Regions from separate parts of the Zea mays genome. Here all the other regions are linked to region 3. Evidence: chromatin contacts called from public Hi-C data. All regions are on one chromosome and are shown on one strand. Each heading gives the region's core, a stretch centred on a gene start, on an enhancer-like site or on the middle of the called end of the contact. The rest is flanking DNA. Distances are from core to core; before and after follow the strand shown. Region 1 holds the start of LOC100191192. Region 2 holds the start of LOC100281822. Region 3 holds the start of LOC103632978.

The links. A called contact is a pair of places that touch in the nucleus more often than the background predicts.
Region 1: a Hi-C map of leaf shows a contact between it and region 3, with 4 times the contacts expected there. The contact joins the promoter of LOC100191192 here to the promoter of LOC103632978 in region 3. A contact is called at or near these places in 2 of 25 Hi-C or Micro-C datasets (endosperm and leaf).
Region 2: a Hi-C map of bundle sheath shows a contact between it and region 3, with 2.3 times the contacts expected there. The contact joins the promoter of LOC100281822 here to the promoter of LOC103632978 in region 3. A contact is called at or near these places in 4 of 25 Hi-C or Micro-C datasets (bundle sheath, ear, endosperm and 1 more).

The regions. Positions count from the first base shown.
Region 1 is chr7:142,421,529-142,425,304 of Zm-B73-REFERENCE-NAM-5.0, reverse strand. LOC100191192 reads right to left here and starts at 2,170. Exons shown (of 7, transcript NM_001136627.3): 1 at 1,693-2,170; 2 at 731-864; 3 at 525-638; 4 at 9-104. The coding sequence starts at 2,034.
Region 2 is chr7:142,048,673-142,052,389 of Zm-B73-REFERENCE-NAM-5.0, reverse strand. LOC100281822 reads right to left here and starts at 1,363. Exons shown (of 4, transcript NM_001154742.3): 1 at 1,177-1,363; 2 at 945-1,086; 3 at 462-550; 4 at 1-370. The coding sequence starts at 1,248.
Region 3 is chr7:142,274,710-142,278,440 of Zm-B73-REFERENCE-NAM-5.0, reverse strand. It overlaps LOC103632978, which reads left to right and starts at 1,637. Exons shown (of 9, transcript XM_020541162.2): 1 at 1,637-2,133; 2 at 3,019-3,328; 3 at 3,417-3,529; 4 at 3,641-3,716. The coding sequence starts at 3,164.

The DNA.
Region 1 (3,776 bases), core at 921-3,420, 150 kb before region 3:
CGCTTTACCTTGGAGCCTTTGGACAGTGCATAAACACCTCATCCCTCACGTCATCACTGACCCGCTGAAGTCTCCGTGTATTTTGGTTCATCATGACCCACTTGCTAGAGAATAAACAATACAACTCTGTTACGTGTACTGTACATTGTGATAAAAGATATGGAAAATTTTGAACTAAAAGACAACAAAGAATAGATCTGATAGGCCCAATACTGCTGTGCTGCTAAAGCAGCATAAATTGATCTCACTTCCTAAATATCAAGGCTGCTTTAAGTAGAGACAGCAATAACAGATATGGCCAACATATTTGAGTGAATGGTAAGTGCGACCAAGAGGAACAGGCATGTTAAAATCCACAGAAGTTTATCAATCACCTAAAAGTCTACACCACTCGCCTAACAAGATGGGAATGATTTTTTCTGTTATTTGCCAAGAGATAGAAATGTGATGGCTACCATGCCATCTGACGGAAAAATTTTAGGTCCTGTGACCTGTATTACACTCAAGAAGCTATCAGCAAGTACCTGGTAGCTCTGCCAATAACTTCACCATTAGCTAGGTCCTTGAGGATCCAATCACGACGGGTACCAATTCTTCCATCTTCTTGGCACCATGTTTCGATCTCAACAACATCACCCCTACCAGCAGCAGAGTTACCAGTCAGGATCAAACCTTACCAAAGAGGGGTAAAAGGTGCAAACAAAGCTTCAATGTAAGCTTAAAAAACTACCAAGCTGGGTACTTGTAGATCTCAATGTGCATTCTGTTCGTCACCCAAATAAGTCCAAGTTTTCTCATTGTAGTGGTCGTGGCGAAGCCATCAGTGGAGAACCCAACACTTTGTGCATGGTTACATCCTACCTCCTGTATTTACAAAAATGCTTACAATTAAAGATACAAAAAATATAGGGAATAAAAAAACATTGGTACACTTGTTTATAGTAGGCCTTATATAAATGGCAGTAATATTGATACTTAAGAATCAATTGATAAAATCCGAACCAATGGAGTTGCCCATGTCCCATTTGGTGTGATTTTAACTTTTGAACTTGGATCACAAACCAATTCCACCACCACTAACTCCAGCGATCTGTACCCTATATGAAATTTCGTGTGTGCATGCCAAAGCAAGCACATCCAGGAAATTGGTGCCGGTGACAACTACCCCATGTTCTTCTAAGTAGTCAGCCCATGACTCAACTCATAGTTGCCCATGAGATATTTCGGCACGCCAGTTTAAGGCTCTGATCGCTTCTCCGAGGACTGGCAGACAAAGAAAATTGCACTAGGTTTTAGCATTGGAGTGGTCAATTTGTTGCATGCACACTAGGAGCAAATTTCTGTGGGCGATTTACCACTTTGCAACACTAACAAGACCGGGACAGTCATACCATTTTAATCCACCAAACACGAACTAAGCTACACCCTAGCTCTAACTTAAGCAAAGGGCATGGCACAGAATTGTGGAGTAACAATATTCCTCTTTCACAATTCCATCCTAGCACAAAAGAGGAGCTCTGATTGTAGCACAAGTTTGGAGAGTTCTAAATTCAGATCCAGACATCCGACCTCTTGAATCCAGGCATAGCCCGAATCCAATAAAGAAAAGCACGCCACAAATCTGGCCTCCGCAGGGCACTGATCCGAACTTTAGGAAGCAGAGCCCCCCACGGCGCGAGCTCGCGAGCATACCTGGAGGAGATTGGCGATGGTCTCAACGGTGGCCGTCTTGTTGATCCCCACCTCGTAGCAGCGCACGATGAAACTCTCCTTGTACGATAGCCCGTCCTCCAGGAGGTTCCCCAACCGCAGCCGCTCGGCCAGGCTGGGCCGCGCGTCACCCCCTTCCGCCTTAGCTAACGCCGCCGTGACAGCCGCGTGGCCCGGCGAAGCCGCCTCGATCCCGGACACCTGCGGCGCACCCCGCGCGCACCGCACTACCACCGCGGGCGCCGCCGCCGGAGGCGACTCCCACCTTCCGTGGTGGCGGAGCGGCGCGCGGGCGCATTGCGGTGGCGTGTGGCAGCGCAGCATGGGTGGCGGATGCGTCGGTTCGAGAAGGCTCGTGGGCCAGTCGCCGCCGCCGCCGAAGCGGGGTTTGGTTTACACGGGCGGAGCGGGGTGGGGTTGGCGCGGCGGGCAGCCGGGCACTGCACAGTGGATATGAAAAAGGGGCCAGGGACGGTGGCGGGCGGTGGACCGGGCGCACGGGGCGATAGGAACGAGGACGTGCTGGACGACGTGCTGGCGGTGGGGAAAAGGAAGGAACAAGGAAATCTCTGGACCCTGTGCATGCGCCGGTGGTGGTCCACAACTCTACGGCGGTGGTGATGTCGTCGCGCCGACTGGATTTCGCGTGCGGTGTGCGGTGTGCGGTGCGAGTGTCAGCATGTGTATAGTGTACAGGGTAGGGATGGCACAGCATGTGTATAGCGTACAGGGTAGGGATGGCAACGGGACCGTTTGGGTCTGATGGAATCTCCGTAGGCACTGCAGACCTTAATCTAAAACCGCTATGCCTATGAACATCAATTCAGATTTAAAACAAATTAGACCCCGTTTGAATATCTAGAGCTAATAGTTAGAACAAAAAAAAGTTACTGATGTAATTAGCTAACTGATAAATAGTTGGTTAACTATTAGCTAATTTTATTCATATTAAACAAATAAGATGAGCAGATCGAAGTTAGTAAAAAATTAAACAAATTATAAATTGAGACATATAGAGTAAAAATTTACGATATCAGTATCCTCAACTATACAACATACCCTGCAAGAAACAAGATACACAAGAGCCAAAGTGTGGAGCTCATATCCACTAAATATATCACAACGCAGATAGCTAGAGACCTTATTAGTCACAAGCTAGTGTTATGAAAGTCTCCTTTCACGGGTGTCCAACATTATTTTAGGGTGTGTTTAATTGTTGATGAGTTAACTAAATGGAGCGATTTCATTCCAGATTTTTAAGATGTGTTGTTTTAATCTATGTTTGGTAAGTTGAACAGAGTCATTCAATTTTTTGTTTGGTTGAAGGGTAGAATAGAGTGAAGTTGTTCTGTTCTTTGTTTGGTTAGAGAGTCATATGAGTGTAGAGATAATGAGAGGGAGGAGAGCACTCGCATTCGGGGGAGCACTCGCATCCTATCGTTTTGGTGAAGCGGGAGCATTCTAACTATTTATATTAAATTTTCAAATGAAAACTTTAGGTGTCGTTCCGCTCTTTTTTTTGATGGAAATCAAACATTCAGAAAATAAGAATGGGTCGCTCCGTTCTTATTCACTTCTCAACCAAACACACCCTTAAGCGAAGAGGACAAGTTTAAATGGAAACTACACTAGAGTTGAGTTTTTTTTTTTTGCAAAATCTTATTATCTTGCATTAATCTATCAGGATGTGCCCAATTCTAACGAATGTTTGTGAAAGAAGTACCTTAGTAGATCAAGACATCTTTATCTTTGATGTGGCGTTGTTTTAATTTAATGAAACATAATTGGTGTTTCTGTCATGAAGATGAAACAATTTAATATCTGTTTTTCTTCATCTGCAAATAGGTTTGGTGTTTGGCTATGAGGGATTAGACACGACTCGTATTTAATACTTCATCCGTTCTTTTTTATTTGTTACGTTTTAGTTCAAAAATAAACTAACAGGTGATAAATATTTGCGAACGGAGATAGTACATAGTACTTCTTAAAGCTAGTGCTACTTGTTGGGTTGTGTTATTATACAGGAACATAATAGTATTTAAAAACAAACAAATGTTATTTTTGCA
Region 2 (3,717 bases), core at 114-2,613, 230 kb after region 3:
TGGCGCCCTCGGGGGTCTTGTAGTCCAGCACCTCGTCGGCGCCCAGGCCCGCGACGAGGCCCAGGTTGCGCGCGCCGCAGGTGGCCGTGACGCGGAGCCCCGCCAGCTTGGCCAGCTGTACGGCGTAGTGGCCCACGCCGCCGGAGGCCGCGGTGACCAGCACGTTCTTGGGGCCGTCACTGTCGGCGCCAGAGCCGGAGCCGGAGCCGGAGCCGCCGTCGAAGCTGCTTACCCCCGCGGCCTTGAGCTGCTGCAGCGCGGTGGACGCGGCCGTGGGCAGAGACGCGCCTTCCGCCGCGGACACCTCCGGCGGCCGTGCCACTGTGAGCGACGCCGGCGCCACCGCGTACTCGGCTAGCCCGCCTCCATTCTTCCTCCAGAGATGGTAGGTAAGTTTGTCGCTGCTGGATCGATGGGTAACGCAATAGTAAATGGAATTCGAAGTGAGGATAATATATTACCGGGAAACTGATGGAGATGACCTTGTCACCTGGCTTGAAGTCGGTCACACCGCTGCCTAGCTCTACCACTTCGCCAGACATGTCTCCAACTGTTTTTTTTTTGGCACAGAAACAAGATGGAGTTCTCGCATTATTACATGGTAAGGTGCAATATATTTTAAGTCTTGAACATCGTCCACGGACCACGGTTGGTATGATCAACACGTTGTTCTAGTGCAGTTTGTATCCATGATGAAGGCAAGGGTTCCGAATTAGAGTATATACAGCAGGATCAAAATTAGAGTATATACAGCAGGATCAGAAACACTAAGTGAGCTGAAGCAAAACAAACAAACAAAAAACCCTCAGTTTCTTCAGATAATTCAGTGGTCATGTGATGACAGGCGATTGTTCGCGCAATCGACACTGGTCATGTGATGTGACATGCGTCTACTGAGCCAATCTGAGGCTACATAACGTGCCGTTGAGACATGTAAAGTGTACCTGGTATGAAGGGGAACTTCCTAGGCAGGAAGGGCCGGACCATGCCCTTCTGAATTTTCCAGTCGATGGGGTTGATGCTGGCCGCCTCCAGCTTGAGCAGCACCTCCCCCTTGCTCGGGGATGGGACCGGCACTTCCACATGCTGAATCGAGGCAGCAAGAGCATCAAGAAAAGACTCTAGCTACTTGGACACGAAAGACAGGAACAGCACGTGCTAGTGTGGTTAGTGGACCTTTAGGCCTTCAGCTCCTCCACCATACTTGTCGTACCGCAGAGCTCTCATCGTCTTCTTGGGAGCAGCCATGGCTTGATGCGCCTGGAGAGAGAGAGAGAGAGAGAGAGAGAGAGAGAGAGAGAGAGAGATGGCTCCTCCGCGGCCGGTACGCTGATGCTGATACGGTTGGTCTGGTTCAGGCAGTGTTGTGGACAGAATTGAGCCGGTTGCTTTGTACTTCAAATATCAGATGTGCATGGTTGGTCACTGTAAGGTCAGCTTCACGTTTCTAGCAGAAGGGATTATACTTCTGAATTAAAATCGAAAAAAAAAAATCTAGCAGGGTAACTTTTGAATGCGATATTCATTTTTTTTTGCTTGATTTTTTTTGTTTTTAGGGTGATTATTTTCTCTCCATGTGTCTGTTAGGATTTATGGGCTAGGCCCAGTTAAGAAATTCAAATAAATACCATGAAAATCTCAAAAGCCCATATAAGTGTATGGCTAAGGGAATAGGTGGAACCAATAACACCATATTGCTAGCTCTAGTGGAGTAGAGCTAGCTTAAATATGGAAGCCACACTCACTCACCAAGTCATGGATGAGAGAAGAGAGTGTGGAGAGCCACACGCGCTCGCTCGCCTCGTTCGGCCCGGGCCGGGCCGAAGTGCGCGGGCGCACGACATGCGCGTGAATGGTTCGCCGAAATCCTGAACGCGAGATTTTCGTGGGCGGATAAGATCGGGGGTCGCGGACTCGGCCCTATAAAAGGAGCCCGGCAGCCAGCCTCCAAATCATCCCAGTTTCGCTTTCGCCTCTCTTCATAGCTGAGCCGCTTTTTAGTTCCCTTCGTCCCGACCGCAGACGTGCATCTGCGATCAGGAGAGCAGGTCTCCGGCCATCTATCAGTACGCATCATCTGATTTGGTTTTTTACTTCAGTTCTTCTGATTTGGTCATGATTTATATTCGAAATTTAATCTAGAATAATTATTCAACAATCCAAAAACCTTATTGTAGACAATTTTCTAGTTTTTCTATGGCTGCTTTTGCCGACGCGCTGAAGCCAGAAAAGTTTAATGGTATGCACTTTAAGAGATGGCAAGTCAAGGCCACGCTCTGGTTTACTGCTATGAATGTTTTCCATGTTAGTAAAGGCAGACCTGAGGGTCCACTGACTCCTGAACATGAGAAATAGTACAACCATACCAATACTATCTTTACGGGAGCCGTTCTTAGCGCCCTTGTTGACCGTCTGGTCGATGCGAATATTCAGTACACAGACGGGAAAGAGTTGTGGGATGCACTTACTACTAAGTATGGTGCATCAGATGCTGTCAGTGACCTGTATATCATGGAGAGCTTTCATGATTATAAGATGGTTGATAATCGCTCTATTGTAGAGCAAGCTCATGAAATACAGTGTATAGCCAAGGAGCTCGACCACCTTAAGATAGTCCTTCCTGACCGATTTGTGGCTGGGTGCATTATTGCAAAGTTGCCTTCTACATGGAGGAACTTCGCCACATCTCTGAAACATAAGAGACAGGAGATATCAGTTGAAAATCTGATAGCGTCTCTGGATGTTGAGGAGAAAGCTCGGGCTAAGGACACGGGATCTAAAGGAGGCGAGGGACACTCCAGCGCCAACATGGTTCAAAGGAACCACAACAAGGGGAAAGGAAAGCCAAAATCTAACAAGCCCAACAAAACTACCAACTTCAAGAAGAAGAAGAACAAGGCTGAATTGACATGTTTCGCATGTGGCGAGGCGGGTCATTTTGCCAAGGATTGTCCTGATCGAGCGGATCGCCGTGGCAAAAAGGGCAATGTCAACACAGTGGTCGCTAGCAATGAGGAAGACAAAGGGTATGGTAATTTACCTTTCATCTTCTCAGTATTTCAATCACCTAGCTGGTGGCTTGATACTGGTGCTAACGTTCATGTGTGTTCTGACATTAACTTGTTCTCTTCTTATCAGGGCGCCCGGGATTCTTCCGTGCTAATGGGGAATGGGTCACATGCTTCTGTTCATGGCACTGACACGGTGGATCTGAAGTTTACTTCGGGAAAGATCGTGCAGCTGAAGAACGTGCATCATGTCCCTTCTATACACAAGAATCTCGTTAGCGGAACCCTTCTATGTAGAGATGGGTTCAAGGTAGTTTTGGAGTCCAATAAATTAGTTGTGTCCAAGTCTGGACAATTTATTAGTAAAGGCTATGTTTGTGGAGGCTTGTTCCGCTTTTCTCTGTTAGATTTCAATAATAAGTCTGTGAACCATATTTGTGCTAATGTTGATGATCTTGCGAGTATTTGACATTCTCGTTTGTGTCATATTAATTTTGGCTCTATGTCTCGGCTTGCAACCATGAGTTTAATTCCGAATATCACCATAGTCAAAGGTTCTAAGTGCCATAGTTGTGTGCAGTCGAAGCAACCTCGAAAGCCTCATAAGGCTGCTGAGGAGAGACACCTGGCACCGCTAGAACTCATACATTCTGATCTCTGTGAGATAAATGGTGTGTTGACAAAAGGTGGTAAGAGATACTTCATGACA
Region 3 (3,731 bases), core at 388-2,887:
ACATGAGCTATGTCAACATGAGCTATGTATGAATGCAGTACAATTGCTATGTATGAATGCAGTACAATTGTTATCTGATGTTGATGATAATTGGAAACTGCTAGTAATATATTTTTTTAGGCTCATATAGTCGTAGCGTTTGATTGTTAGTCGGTAAAAATACATATATCGCATCAGACAGTGTGTCGGTATAAGTTCTAACAGACTGTCTGTCGAGATAAATATGTTAGTCGGTATATCTTTTTAACGTCTAACCGTCCGTCGGTATAAACATGTCTGTCGCTATATGTTTATGCCGACGCCACTTACAGCGTCAGAAAGTGTTAGTCGGTATAACTCTATAGCGACTGATAGTACGTTGCTATAACGGTTTATACCGACTGTAAGTAAGTCGTTATAGCTAGGTTGTGGTATAGTGTATAAAAGGGTAAATAAATCATAGACGAATTATATTGTATTTACTTAATATATTGAATCATTGAATACAATAATACCTCTGCCTTGGCAAAGGTTGGTTCCCGAAAGATGCGATTACAATTACCAGAATCCGTGAACAGTAAAGGAATACTATTCACTATTTATAGGCACAGGACGCAGCCTGTGAGGAATTACAAGTATGCCCCTTATAAAAGTTTACAACATTGACTCAGACCTTTATGGACTAAAAGGTCATTCTATCTTTAAGTCGGTTTGTAATACCGAAGCTTCATGAAGAGGAACCTTCGGCCATCTTATGCAAACAGCTTCAGCCGAAGACCGCTTCTTCCTATAAGACCTTCGGCGACGAAGCATGGACCCAACAACTTGCCTCTACCATGATGCCATCCACCCCTCGTCACCCATCCCATGCTCGGTAACTCATCATGTTGCATATGCGCAGATCATGCCGCCGAGGCCGAGCCGAGGGACACATGGCGAGGCGGGATCGGCCGGCGGCGAGATCGAGTTGTGCTCTCAGGCACGACCGGTGCGGCAACCCCGGCCGGACAGACAGGTTTGTCCCTGCACCGCTTGTCTTTTGGGAACGGCGACAGCGCGCATGATTGCGACGGCCTGCTGCCGCAGCGACGAGACACCAGTTGAGAGGAGGCACCGAGAGGGCACACGAGGACAAGCGCGCATCGCTGGGAGGGATTGCCGTGTAGCTCACAAGATTACACGGCCGATCCGTGGAGTGTAGTGCCGGCCGTTGCGGTGTGCCCATTTGCGCGTAGTATTGGCTGGGAGAGAATATTTGTACGCGGGAAACGCCATTGTTCCAGGGCCAGCAGATCGATTCTGCAGCAGTCTAGGATCCCGTTCCCATACATGGTTCTCAGATTTAACAATGGCTCCGATCCACATCTGTCGAGTTGGCATGACCAAAACTGTGTCCCTAGGCAGATCGGTGGTTGAGCTGCATCGTCCACCTGCATGGGCTACAGCCTACAGAGGTCCCATGGGCCATGGTCCATCACTCACAGCGTTCTTCAGATGGAGGTCGCCTCTGTGTGCAGGAAAGAAAGCGACGTCCTCTGCAGATACAGTTCGATCCTTTCCTATCCACGCCGGACGCCGCCCCACACCATCCCCCTGGATCAGTGGATCATATGGTACTATTATACTAGTGTTTACGGTTGAAAAGTAGACAATTTTTAGAATCAGGGGCGGACCCACAGGGGGCAAAGTGGGCCATAGTCCCCCTGAAATTTTGACAGTATTTATATGTGTAATATAATTTACTATAAAATACAGAAAATGTAAAAGGCATAATAGACTAAAATCAACTTTATTGGGCCTTCTCTTTGTCAAGCCGAGGCCCAATAGCTATCTTCGGCTTGCTTCTTCCCATGTGCCTCTCTCTGTCAATTGTCAAGCCGCCGCCACTTCTTGCCTTCTTGGCTTCTTGTATGCATGTGCCCGTCCAGGTCCAGGCATCCAGGCTCAGCGTCTAGGGACCAGCCCCAGCCCTGGCGGCCGGCGTGGCGGCACACAGTGCCCGGCGCCTCCGTCCACTTCCCGGCCCGGCGCGACGTTGGCCCCGGCGCCTCGCTCATCCGCTTTCGTCTTCCGGTGCAGCACAGGCGAGTAGCGCTTGCGACGACCCGGCCCGTCGGTCTCCGCTCCCTTCCATCAAGGCAAGCAGTCAGGAAGGTAAGCAAACAAGCTATGCTAGATTTGCAATTTTGCATAACTGATAACTGACACCTTGAACTCTATGCGGCTATGCGGCAGTAGTTGTTTATAATGTAGTTGTTTATTAGTTGATTTTGTCATGTGGTTTTTGGCCCCCTGAATTCCGTCCGCCACTGTTTTAGATTAATAACAGAACACAGACAGCGACAATCTTTAAAACAAATATAAACATAGTTCGTACATAACTCAGATTAAATAACATGGATACAAAAAATAGTGTGAGTATAGCTCGTACACTAGTCACCTCAAACAACATGAACATAAATCGGTAGTTAGATTAAACGTGAACAGAGACACTGAATCATGAGGTGTGTATCTTTCGCAAGAACTAGATTTTTGGAGACCTCTCGAACAGCGCGTGTACGTAGACGCTGTGATGGAGAAACTATTGATAACGCAACAACCAAAAGAGAAAAATACTAATTCAATACTCACACGCTATATATTGCTAATTAATGTTGCGCCTTTCATCTTTACTCGTGGAATCCATTAGAAGACATAGATATTGGACCTTTGAGATTTATTAAAATTTCTACATGTGGTCTTAGGGAAACTAGACTATATAGATTGTAACAATTGCCACCATATCTCAGATTCTCAGTGTAAAATATTTTTCTTCTACTATTATTATAAAAGAAGGATAATAAATCAAGATACAAATAATATTGTTATTAATTAACTAAAATAGAAAATAGAAAATTTACTAACACATTGTGAGGGGGTGGGACTATAGGAACAGTAGATTAAACAAAAATAAAATATGCATAAAATATTTGAGAATATATAACTGTAATTGAGTTTCTGTAATATATAACTGTAATAAAATTTCTGTGTTTCAAACAGACATCTGACCGGGTCAGACGATACAGCCCATATACGTACGTCGAGTCCTCAAAGTTCGATTCTACGACCATCGCACCCATCTTGGCCCAAAGTACTTCCGCGCCGCGCTACGAACGAGGCCATCCGCCGCCACACGCCGTAGGCCATGCCGCTGAGGTCGGAGACCGGCACTGCTGGGGAGGGCGATGAGGAGCAGCGGTTGCGGGCTGCTCTGCGTCACCTGCAGGCGGAGGCGGGGGTGCTGGAGCGCCTGGTGTACAAGCACCGGAACCAGCACCGTGGCGCCGCCTATTTCCAATACCTCCTCAAGGTGAGGCCCGGTCGCTCCTCTACTGCTCTACATCTCCTGATGAAACCTCCCACCCCGCTAAGCGAGTGGCGAGTTTCTATGCGCGCAGGTGAGGAGGGACCTCAAGCTTCTGCTCGGCGCCGGCCTCGCGGAGGTCCTCAACGCCGTGTTCCCAGTTCTCGCATGCCGCAAGCCGGCCAACACGATCCTCGTCCCCAACAAGTCAGTCTGTTATTTTATTTACGCCTCTTGCAAATTTCACTTGCTCTGATTAGTGGTTACTTGAATGTTCAATGTTTGGTTTTTTACATTTTTTTCTGAATTCTGATATAGGCAGACTAAGAAGAAACCTGGTGCAAACCACAGCCATCACCAGAGGCTTTTGGGTGTAGCCCGCTTGTTATCCCAGGTATGTTTTCTGTTT